Linked DNA regions of Anser cygnoides: region 2 is linked to region 1. Evidence: chromatin contacts called from public Hi-C data. All regions are on one chromosome and are shown on one strand. The core of a region is the stretch at or near the end of the contact, and the rest is flanking DNA. Distances in the headings are between cores, read along the strand shown.

What was found. Hi-C and Micro-C count contacts between places; a contact is called where the count stands out from the background.
Region 2: a Hi-C map of liver shows a contact between it and region 1, with 4 times the contacts expected there. The contact joins the enhancer-like site here to the promoter of ADRA1B in region 1. A contact is called at or near these places in 4 of 7 Hi-C or Micro-C datasets (granulosa cells and liver).

The regions. Positions count from the first base shown.
Region 1 is chr14:19,553,997-19,560,296 of Taihu_goose_T2T_genome, reverse strand. ADRA1B (adrenoceptor alpha 1B) reads left to right here and starts at 4,124. Exons shown (of 2, transcript XM_013178582.3): 1 at 4,124-5,569. The coding sequence starts at 4,597.
Region 2 is chr14:19,637,196-19,643,173 of Taihu_goose_T2T_genome, reverse strand. No RefSeq gene overlaps it. Among named protein-coding and RNA genes, the nearest start is that of IL12B, 66 kb to the left of the region's middle. Within about 2 kb of position 4,358, at least 1 of the 3 cell types and tissues checked has open chromatin away from gene starts, as enhancers often do. A contact at or near this core is called in liver, where this site is marked.

The sequences.
Region 1 (6,300 bases), core at 2,875-5,374:
AATTTCCTTTTAGTGAGCTCAAGTTAATAAACTTAGCTTTTAATAAAATCCTATGATACATTTTTCTGACTCTGCAAATGCAAAGGACCAGAAGTTTTTAAGTAACATTACTGGACAACTGAAAAGTTAACATTTTAAATGCACGATTTTCTCCTTTTATCGTGGAAATTGATCCTTTCCTGAGGTTTGGGGTGTGTGCACATACAAATGAAACTAGCTTCTGTTTAGCCATGAAATGCAAGGAACTATATAATCTTGTGCATTTACAATGCCAGTGGAAATTTTGCACTACTCTGATTAAGCCAAAGAGCCTTATGATGGACAAAGATCTGCTAATCCACAGTAATAGAAAGGAAAGAAAGAAATCTTGTGGATCTCACTGTCTGTGGATTTTAAGGGTAGTCCAGGGGTCCTGACAGAAAGATAGAAGACTTCAGAAGGAGCACTTGTGCCAAAAGACTAGTAACATTTTGCAACACCTGCAATTAATACAGCAAGGAAACAAGTAAGTGGATCTATGTAACTAACAGTGGAGTTATTTAATGAAAACAGTCAAGAGGTTCACATTTCTATCAGTATATTTTTAATGACCAACATCATCTACAAAAACGCTGTACTATGTAGCAAATAATCTAGTGCCAATCAGCCAGACCAAATGCATCTGACACAAGTCTACATGCACACCCAAAATGAAAAAAAACAAAAACACAAAAAACTTCCCCCAAACCCACCATGCCCTCACTCCACTCCTCAGGAATTGTTTAATATCAGAGACAGTGGCAAGGAAGTGTGATATTTCTACAACTGCATACAACACCCTCCTCACTGCTTCTTGTTTGTCATACCTCTTTGACGGGTGGAAGGTATTCTGGTTTGCGCTGGTATGGCAAGAACATTTGTATCAAATATGATAGCATATTCATGATACTACTCAAGTCAGAGTGAAAATATTTTTGACACTATAGCCTTGTTTTCTTCAATCACAGGTTTCTAATTAAATCAAAGAACTAAGGTAAATTATATGAAACTCTATGTAGATACACTCTTAAATTCTCTTTTGGCTCATATGGCTGGTTCCCAAGCACAATTAAGAGCAGGCTGCATTGTTATTCACTGCTGTTGCAAAGTGTTCTGGAAGTACTTCAGCTGTGTTTTTGAACTCAGATCAAAATGCCAATAGACACTTTTAACAACACTTTATAAAGAAGAATAAAAAGAACATAGCTTATCAGAAAACTGAGCTATGACAATAGTATCATTTTAATGACACAACAAACTACATTTTAGAAGTTAATCATATTTCAGATTTTGAACTAGCCTGAGAACATATGAAGATGTTCTCCATGTTTCTTCAAATATGTTCTGTATCCAGCTTTTTGCTGCTTCAGCAAGCTTTCAGCAGAAGTACATTAAACAGCTAAAGGGCATTCTGTCTTGGTGACATTATTGAAATAATATTGAGTAGAATCTCCAGGTTATTGAATTTACTTTTTCATTGAAAATTATGAATCATCTGAATGAAAGCAACTCTGCAATGAATATAATCTACGTTTTTCTGATCAGATGTTTTTGAACACGCTAGCTTGAAATGCTACCTTGAACCTGGCAGAAAAAGTAGACTATTCTTCATGGTACCTTTTCTGTTATCCATCCAAAGACAGCTAACTGGTTAATGTTCACGTCTGGGTTTCGGTACATGATGTTGTGTTATAGCACCTGTCACTAAAGATCTCAAAGCAATTTGCAAACGTTAATCAGCTGAGCCTCATGACTATTCAGCCAGTATGTTATTACACACGCTGGTAAACAGAGACGTGAAAGCATGGCAGACTTCTCACTAGCGTCATAAGAGATAAGCAGTATCTTTGTCTTCCACTTTGTCTCCTAGAAAAAGAATTTTTTGTTGTTGTTGATTCATCTAGGGAAGCACAGAAAGCTGCACTAGTAAGGGAAGCGAACTGGCCCCAGTACTCCTGCCAGCAAAAGACACAGCACAAAGGAATGTGCGTGATAGTCTAGGCACTACCAGTCAGAATCCCCATTCCCTTCTGTCTCCCTTTCCTGCCACAGCCATTGGCATGGTGTCCCAGTCGTTGCCAGCAAGCTGGAACCAGCTGGCTCCTGTAAGGCACTGCTGAAAGACCACTGAAATACCTGGCTCCCTGGGGCTACAAAATCCCAACATGGTGTGGCCAAAGCCAGGGAGGAGCTACAGGCCACTTCCTTATGCTTGGTAGGCTAGGTATTTCTCATGCTACCAGCTAAAAATCTGGAGTAAACCCATGTACTCCCTTGCTGATCTTTTCTTCTCCAACCCCCTCATTTTGCAGCCATAGCATCTTCTTACATGCCAAAGGCTGAAACATTGCTATGCCTGGAGAAATCAAAACGCTTCCTTTCAAACACACTGCTTACACACTTGGCCTGCACCTAATCTGTATTCAGAGGTAGCGTTAGTACCTGTGCAGACTGAATGAAACCAGCTTTAACCAAGTCCATAGAAGTATCACGAGCGGGAAGGTGCAGGCTGGGCGACCCCAGGGAGATGCTGAGGCTGCTGCTGCCCGAGAACGGTGCCACCAGCTGCGTCCCCACCTTCCCAAGGGAGTGAGCCCTAGACTGAGGAATTCACGCTTTGAACAGACAAGGCAGAGCAGCAAAATCAGCAATCACAAACAAAACTGAGAGAGGTTAGGTGGAGTCCAGAGAGAATGGGTAAGTGCGAATGATACATGTCCCAAATCAAGGGCTGCTAACTGCATTCATTAGCAGTGAAAGCTCTGTCTTGGAGAGAGCAGAGACAGAAAGCTGAGGCTAAGCTCATAAATCGAGTGTTTGTTCCTTTTCCCTTCAGTGACTCCGTGACATGTCATTCTTGTAAATGTTTCAAAGAAAATTTTTTGAGTGATGGTGCTTTGCTATAGTCACTGCTATTGGGAAGGGCTATACAAACATCTGCCACACACTCCTCAAATAAAATTCAGCCAGAGCTTTTGTTTACATGGTTTGTCCTTTAAAACCGGCACTCAGCTGCAACTTTCAGCCATAGCTGCCTTGTTAAGAATGAACTTTTTATTTTAAACACAGTACATTTTGTAACAGGAAAATCAATATACAGTAACCCAGAGCACTTCAGACAACAGCTGTAGGATATAACCTGATGTCAGAAAGTTGAGAACAGCATTTTGGCAGACGTGTGTTCAGTTAACCTTCCACTTTTTGTTTTCAGTAGTACCAGGCTATAAAGATCTGATATTTCTCCTTACCTGGTGACCAAATGCTACACAAAATGGAGAAACCACCAGTGCTACAAGATAAATCACTTGTTAGTGATCATTTTCTTTATAGGGTACTGTAGGTATTTCCAGAGCTGCAACAGCTTAACAACAGGCCCTGTCTCTGCAACCTCATAGCCCTTGCAAAGATATAAGACCCATTAGCGTATTGAGTACATTGAAAAACTCCTAAACACTTTTCACTACCTTCTCTTTAGCTGTGGGTAAGGATGCTCAGCTCTTTTCAGGGCTGGGATTCACAATCCACCTATGCTTGCAAAAGTTATCGAGCTGGAAAAGAGGAGATGAAGCCACAGATGTGGCTGGTATACACAAATATAGAACAAACATAAAGACCTTACTACAGATTTGGGTTCTGATCATCCATTAATGGAAAGCTTACCACTAGAAACAAACTACTCCATGTACCTTTCTATGTCATTGTTAAATACTGAATCTAGGAATAAAATAGGGATTTTTGGAACCTACATGTTTCTCCCTAGAAAGTGGGAGATGATTAGTCACGCCATCTCTAACATGGCATGCAATTCACTTTGATTACAAGATAAACCCAAAGACATTTAGTTGGTGAGTGAAAGGCAAAGGGTGCTAGATCATTTCGTACCGAAATTGCTTTTTTCACCATAACCCTCTGAGTGTATTTTCCTCAGATAATGAAACTTTTTTTTTTAAAAAAAAAAAAAAAAAAAGGCTTCCAATCCAGATTTCTGTGTATCAAACGCTTTAATTGGGGTTGATATATTCCATTTGTTTAGCTTTCAGATCTGGAAGTTTTAACTTGAACTGCATTGCCCTCTAGCGCTGCGCCGGGGTTGGCCCCGGTGATGTCAGCGGCAGAGGCAGCGAGAGCGCAGGCAGCCGGCTCATGCAGAGCTGCCTAAGTGCTGACAAACCCTTCCTGGAGACGCATGTCACAGCAGCTAGACAGGGGCATCCTTCCAGCAGGACCACGGATGCGCAAGGGAGAACAGTAATACCTGTCTTTTATTTCAGGGACGTCATGATCAAAGCAGCTACTTTGGAGCTCCAGCCAAGCCTTCTGCCTGCTAATTTCTGTTTCAACGAGTTGAGAGGAGAAATTAAGCAAGTTTGAACAGCCTATTATTTCTGACAGGCTTCAGAGGACTTCACACTGGGCAAGTTTTACGTGCTCAAAGCTGACAGCTTGCTGGAGAGATGAGTTCTCAATCCAAAGCTGGCCGGGGCATTGCAGTAACTTCTTGGGTAGAGAGATAACTTCCCACTGAACTCAACCATCTGTGTGTTGTGCACGGGACCCAACTACACCTTGCTATGGAGGATGATTTTAAAGATGAATACCTACTTTGATGAGAAATCCAATTCATCAATACCTGGCTACTTGAAAGTTTCTGCATCAAATAGCGGCAACCTTTCTGCGAACAACTCCGATGAGACAACCAGCAACCTGGATTCACCCACCCTGGATATCAGTAGGGCGATAATTGTGGGGCTTATCCTAGGTGCCTTTATACTCTTTGCTATTATAGGTAATATTTTGGTAATTCTTTCTGTTGCTTGCAATAGACATTTAAGAATCCCGACAAACTATTTCATAATTAACCTTGCAATAGCAGATTTGTTGCTGAGTTTTACTGTCCTTCCATTCTCTGCTACATTGGAAATCCTCGGCTACTGGGTTTTGGGGAGGATATTTTGTGATATCTGGGCAGCAGTTGATGTGCTGTGCTGTACAGCTTCTATTTTAAGTCTATGTGCAATTTCCATAGATAGATATATAGGAGTACGTTATTCTCTCCAGTATCCAACTTTGGTAACAAGAAGAAGAGCAATTCTAGCTCTCCTAGGTGTCTGGGTCCTTTCCATGGTAATTTCTATTGGGCCTCTTTTGGGCTGGAAAGAACCAGCACCCAAGGACGATAAGGAGTGCCGCATCACTGAAGAACCGTTCTACGCTTTGTTCTCTTCCTTGGGGTCCTTTTACATTCCCTTAATTGTCATTCTTGTGATGTACTGCCGGGTCTACATAGTGGCCAAAAGGACTACTAAAAACCTGGAAGCTGGGGTTATGAAAGAGATGTCCAACTCCAAGGAGCTGACTTTACGGATCCATTACAGGAACATTCATGAGGATACATTAAACAGCACCAAATCCAAGGGTCACAATCCCAGGAACTCCTTAGCTTTCAAACTTTTTAAATTCTCTAGAGAAAAGAAGGCAGCCAAGACGCTGGGAATTGTGGTCGGCATGTTTATCTTGTGTTGGCTACCTTTCTTCATTGTTCTGCCGCTAGGTAAGTCGGTATTCACAGGACTGTGGGGAGGGGGAGGAAGAAGGTTAGTTGTTTACTACAAAAATGTCACAGAGAAAAATCAGATGAATGATAAGTAGATATCATTTTGAGAACTGCAGTGAACAGATGAAAGGGAGGGAAGTGAAAGTAATTTAATGCTGATGTTGGCTTTTTTAAAGAAGCTGAAACCTTGCAACATGTGCAGCCTGCAGAAAGCCTGCTCATCTGTTAGCCCTCCTCATGGATGGAGCAGATGACATCAGGGGACGATACCTTCAAAGTTTATGTATTAAAACCCCCCTTATGGATTGAATTAGCTCTCATAAATATCTTTACAGGATGCTTTAACAAAAATTCTGGATAGGTTTGCAAAAAGTTTCAGCATTGGAGTGTTCTTGTTTTAGTTCACTGTTAGATGGTCCAAATGTACTACAGAAAGTCTTCTGGCATCATTAGGTGTTTTAGGTGAAAATGGGCCTGACCTAATGATGAGATGCAAAACTCCCCCGAGCTTTGGGAAGCTGAAAGAGCTCTAGTTCTCAGTTCAAACTTCACTGATCAAATTCCAAAAGCAAGTATGTGAAGCCCACTGATTCTCACAGAAAGGTTCCCTTTGGTTTCAGTAGGTCTTAGTTCAGGCATTTCAGGAGACTATCACGTGCGTTGTGGCAGCCACTCTGTTCACTTCAGCTTCAAAATATTATTAAAGCATTCAATGTAGCCTTAACAGT
Region 2 (5,978 bases), core at 3,109-5,608, 83 kb before region 1:
TTTCCTTATTACTTGCACCTACATTAAACTGCGGTCTTCCTACATACCAGTAAAGAAAACACGTAACAGCCAGGTAGGCTGCATGAAATATACTGCAGATATACTACTCCCAAATTCTGATTTTTTTTTTTGGGGGGGGGGGGGGTTGTGTCTGATCTGCAAGATTTAATGAAATATAACAGAACCTTACTAATGAGAGATCAGCAAACTCCAAATAGTTATCTGAGTGAGTGATATTTTTACATTTTTCAACTTTTTCTTTGATATCTTTGGTATTTTTCCACCTTCTTGAAATGGTAAGCCTACACATTGGATGCACAGAAGAAAGGAAAAAAAAATATGGCTTTGTTCATCTACTTTCATGCAAAATATCATAGTCCAAACACTTGCAAGCAGCAGATATGAACAGTGTTCTCTTTGCTGCCATACGAAGCAGGAAGCCCATCTGACTGCCCAGAGACCACTGAAACGTTTGGATCACCATGTGTCAGGCCTTCAGGAAACTTACGGTGAGGGGATTCCCATGCCAGCACAGCTACATCATTAACCTTTCTCTCTCTGCACATTATTCCAGGCCTATAGCCTTGAGGGGAAAGCAGGGAGCAGCAATTCAAGTCAGACTACTAGTGTCCACAAGGAAATCTTGCAGAGAAACCTTGATGGTAAAAAAAAAAATAAAAAATACACACTTTCTATCCCTGATCCCCTTCTGCTGAAAGGCCTCTTCCTCCAGCAAGCACTGAGCTCTGGCAATGGAAGGGTTTTCCAAGCTGTGGAAGGGAAGCCCTGTTTCCTACCCCGTTCTCGTTTCACCTGGCTCAGAGACAGGTTGGAGAACTCTGACCAGAAAATCACGGTTTGGTTTCTATCTCTCAGAAAGTCAACATTAACCAAAGGAAGAAACGGTTCTTAAATACTGGCTCTGTTCTTTCATTGTCACAGAGGACTCTTTGGAAAATAAAGGAGAACAAGTTTGGGGGTCTGAATTTAATCAAAGAATGTTGGGCAGTGCTGTGACAGAACAGGTCACTAGTGCACAGCCTCCCATCTGGGTTACTGCAAACCTTTAACTGAGGAGATTACAAAAGCATCAGAAGCACAACGCCTTGACTGCCTGGAAAGAAGTGAAAGTTTGAGAAAACTCCTGGGAAACTCAGCCTCTGGTGGTAGCAAACAATTCAATGATAGCAAATTCCTGACTTAGAGTAAAAATCCCAGAGTCCATGGTAAGCACTACCTACTACAGCAGATGATCTTGTTAAGTGTTGGGAAGCAAGATCTTTTAGACCAAAGGCCCCTATCTCAGTGAATTCTCTGTTTTGCCAGAAAGGGCCACGGATACCCTCAGGGCAACATCCCCATGCACATGCATTATGCCAAGCTGGTTAGCATAATGTGAAAAAAAGATAAAAATCATTTTGCCTAAACCTCAAATCTACTGAGGCTTGACTTTCTGGTAGAATTTTCCTAAAGGAAAACTGAAAGTTCTTGGTTTCATCTTTAAGGGGAAGTTGCCAGAATCCTATTTAAAAATGTCGTTTTCATCAAATTTTTACCAAGACTGACTCAGGCTGTATCAGAAATCACAACAGAGGATGTGAGAGATTTATGGCCTTATTGGCACTAGATCAAGGCTGGCCCTTGACATCCTCCAGAGAGCTGGAAGTGAGGGAGAAGGATATCAAACCATCAGTTGTTTTATCCTCTGACCCCACTACTGGGTGAAAAACAATACTGACAGTCAGTTGTACCCATAACCCTCCAGTTTGGCTGTCAAAGAGGGAAACAGTTATCTTAAAAGTTGCACAAGTAGCTCAGAATGAGAGACCTCAATAGGTATTTGCTTTGGAGTTATTCACACACTTGAATTTTTAAATGCTGCTGCAACAGGAAATACTGAGTTTACCCACTGATGATGTCAAGACAGGTTTTTGAAGACCGTGATACTCAGTAAATGGAAAAGATCTGAAGCATTTTCCAGAAAAGGGGATCCTTAGGGCATAGCCAGGTCTCACTGGATGCTTTGAGTCCTAAACTCCACATGATTATATCCCTGTTCTTCCATTTACCTGCTTTCTCTCTGTACTGAGACTGTGCTGGTATGTCTCACAAGCGTTGTTTTTATTTTATCCAGTGGAACTTTCTTTCTTTTATACTACATTTACCACAAGTAGCATCAATTTTAAAAGATGATATTTATGGCCATATTCTTCTAATTGGCATGCATTCCTCTTGCTCCCTCCCTCCATGCCGCGCTTCACAGTTATCAGGGCAGCTACACAAGATTTTTGCGTATTTGTCTATTTTGTTTGGAGGGGGCTGTGCTGTGAACCCTGGGTGACCCGCAGTCACCCTTACGAGTGCTGCTCGAAGTTAACATCTTTGAAGGGCTGGGATTCCTCAGGTCACAGCACAGGAGTAGAAAGATTGCACAGGTCAGTTAGGAAGTTATTAAAGTATTTGAATTCACTTCAAAGTTATTTGTGTGAATGAAACCATCTGCAGGAGAATCATACTCACAAAACGCAGACTTGTCAGCAGAGAATTATATTCAGCCCCACACTTCCAATAAGCTCTTGTTGGATGACAATTAAAACAGATCGTTAAAGCCCAATAAATACTAACCGTTTAGCGCCAAACATGTAGGATTCTTCCGGGATTAGTGACAGCTTAAGGCATAATAGTGAAAAGCTGCCTCTAAACTAATCTCTTCTAGACAGCAGATCTCCATTAATGTGGCCAGTTAAACTTATTTTACTTTCATTACAACCTTTTTTTTTACCTGCTTTTGCTACCCCCTAATTTTTTTTTATTTATTTTTTGGCCCAATGTCTGTGGCAGGTGGTTCTTATGTCACAGGGTGGTGACATCTCATCCCGTCTTTGACACAACCTCTCCACAAAGCAGCTAACCTGCAGCAGTTGAAGTTTCTGCTTAGTCCATGGACATCACTCTGCTAGGCTTCCAGCTGAAGTGTTTGAGACAATGGGCTCAAGATGCAGGAAACAATTAAAAGGCAATAACTTCCGTCAGAATTTGAACCAAATTCTCAGTGAAACAGCTATTTCATTTATATTTAAAATATTTACTTAACAGAACTCATTTTCTAATGGCGCTTTCCTCAGTAAAGCAAGCATTTCCCTCCATATTGCTGGAAGATATTTACTTCTGTCTGGTTATGGCACCCACCAACCAAAGTCAGTCACTGCAATTATGCATGCTCCAGGCAGAATAGAGGCATCACTTCTTGAGCAAATGGGGCTGCTTTTTACTGCAAACTGCAGGATAACCCAGCAGCGAGGGTTTATATCCACATTACGTTTGACCGAAGGAAGGAGTGTACTTCTTCTGCAAGCTGCAGTGGACTTTCCTGATGCATGGAAACATTTGTGAAAAGGAAGAAAAAAAAAAAAAAAGAAGAAGAAAGAAACGTGAGTATCAGATGTTGGGAGATAAAGAATACACGAACATCACATCCAAGAGTCTTCTATGGAACCAGAAGCCAGTGCATAAGAGAGAGAGGGGAGGAAAACCATGAAATGCCTTTTGCACGCAATAGCAGCTAGCAGCAGAAAAGATGACTGAGGAACAGGAGTTCAGCAGCAGTTGATAATTATTGCCTTGATCAGAAGTGGCTAGGTAATGGCTAAGTAAAAGTACCCCATTTCTCCACTGCTTTTTCGTAGTTGTAGGAGATTCTTAGAACATTATGAAACATTTCATAATAACATTATAAAATCTTTACAGTCCCTCATCTCTCTAGGGATGCCCTACTGCTAATGGATCAGTTAGGGTTAGGGATTACTTAGAGGGATAGGGATGCCTAACCCTCTAGGTGCCGTGCTACTCAAAAATGTGAGATTGCAGTTCATACATATGGGTATGAAAATACGTAGGACTTTTGAAAGATCACTCAATTCAATGTCTGCCCTTTAGGGATGGGGTCAAAGGACTGGATTATTATGGTTTTTAATTACTAAATAATGAATATAATATCCAGATATGTTCCACTCAGGTATGGCACAAGATCCTTTTGAACAGACAATTATTATCACAGTGAAACAGTCCAGTTAAGAGAAGGCTGGTGGTTACAATATGAGCCTTAATCTGTGATTAGAGACATAATTTCTGTCTGTTAAACACTCCTTGTCTGACCTTCAGCAAGCCACTTTAAATTTCTTCATTCCCATTTTTAACAAGAACACAGTACCACTTCCCTACCTCAGAGGGGTGCTAGAAGTATCCAAACAGTAAATCTTAGAGCTACACTATATGTATATTCGAGTGAATCAATTATAAATATTGTAACTGCTATATATTATAAAGTTATAAAATTATGAATTATCTCTGCAGAAAGAATTAGGCAATTTTCAGTCAATTATGTAGATTTAGCTTACTGTTTTCTGCTTTTCTAACATTCTGCTTTTTTTCCTAGAAGATCACACTGTAAAGAAAAAGAAAAGGACACTAGAATATAAGGCCTTTGCATGGTCTGAGACCACATAGTCTACAAAAATAGAGCAATTCCCTAAAAGTATAAGAATTTTTCATCTTCACTTACTAAAACAACACATTAAATGCTATTTCTTCTTATATAAAAATCTCCTCATGTACTTCCAGTGAAAATGACTTCTTCTTCCAAGGGGATAAAATAAAACAACACAATTTAAGCTTTCATATGAGCACAGTGTAGGCTGTATTTCAGCACATTTACTCAACTCTCAGATTAAATTATCTGTCCTATAAATTAGTTGAGAAAGAGTGCTTTAAAAGTATAAGGGATAATACAGAGAAAATGAAATCTCAGACACAATAGCCATTTTTCCACCCTATTAAACCAGGCTGAAAGTCACAGCTTTCTGCCATCAAGTTTCCAAGTCAAGTTTCCAATGCACAGCAGAAGCCTAAGGCAGCAGTGCTTGCTCCTTACCTCAAGCCATGGCCCCGGTCAAAATCTCCTTACAAAGCAGGCATATGCAGGAGCCCCCACTGTGGCCAGCCCAGGAATCAGAGAACAAGATGATTGATCACAGGCAATAGTAATGCCTATTTTTATATAATGATTGTCTGATTTTGAACAAGCTAATGGAGGGTACGGGAAGATTGATTGGTACAACGTGGCTTTTTGCAGCCCACCTTGGGCAGGATGGAAAACGGGATGTCTGCCTCATTTCTCACCTTGTTGCTCATGTCTTTTAACCCAGCCCACAGCTGTCTGCTTACCTTAAAGGTTTGGGGGTGTCCCTGGCCTCATAGGGGGCATTTGTACCTCAGCCGTTCTCACCTCTGCCTTATTTTTAACTCCTTGCTGCCTCTGCATCTGAAAGTCTTTTAAAAACTCTGCCCTGACCCTGAACCTTAAACCCAAGGCCAGGCAGGTCAGCAGCCAAAACCAGCCCCAAACACGGCCCCATTACAGCGCTGCTGTAAAGGCATTCACAAATAGCTCAGGTATCCCATGGCACTAATGTGTCTTTGCTAATGTGAACAAAAGTGCATGACCCACAGCGAGATGTCATGCATGAAGATTTAACAATCAAAAATGAATATACTGGCCCTGGGAGAAGAGTTTCCCCACTAAGCACTAATTCATTATCATTAAATCAGCAGCCTGGTAGGGTATGTGCACACACATCCATATTATGACAGTTCAGTAACCTTCTTGCTCTTTAAAACAGTTTGTGCTACAATCCGTGTTACCTCTACACTTGAATAGATATAATAAATCTTGACAACAGTGTTGCATATATTTACATGCTGTACAAGTAAAGAATAAAATACACTTATGTAAATTTAGCCAAGCTTTTAGTTTCCATCATAACATTGGCAGAAAAGGAAGAAACAATGTCAAATGGCCTCGCAGAGCTATAATCAGGTGTTTTAGCACAAGCTGTTCTATTCCAGTGGAGAGTATTTTCTAAAAGGAAACAGACTGAAAAATCACATTTATTTCCCAAATTTGCTTAACATAGCACAAA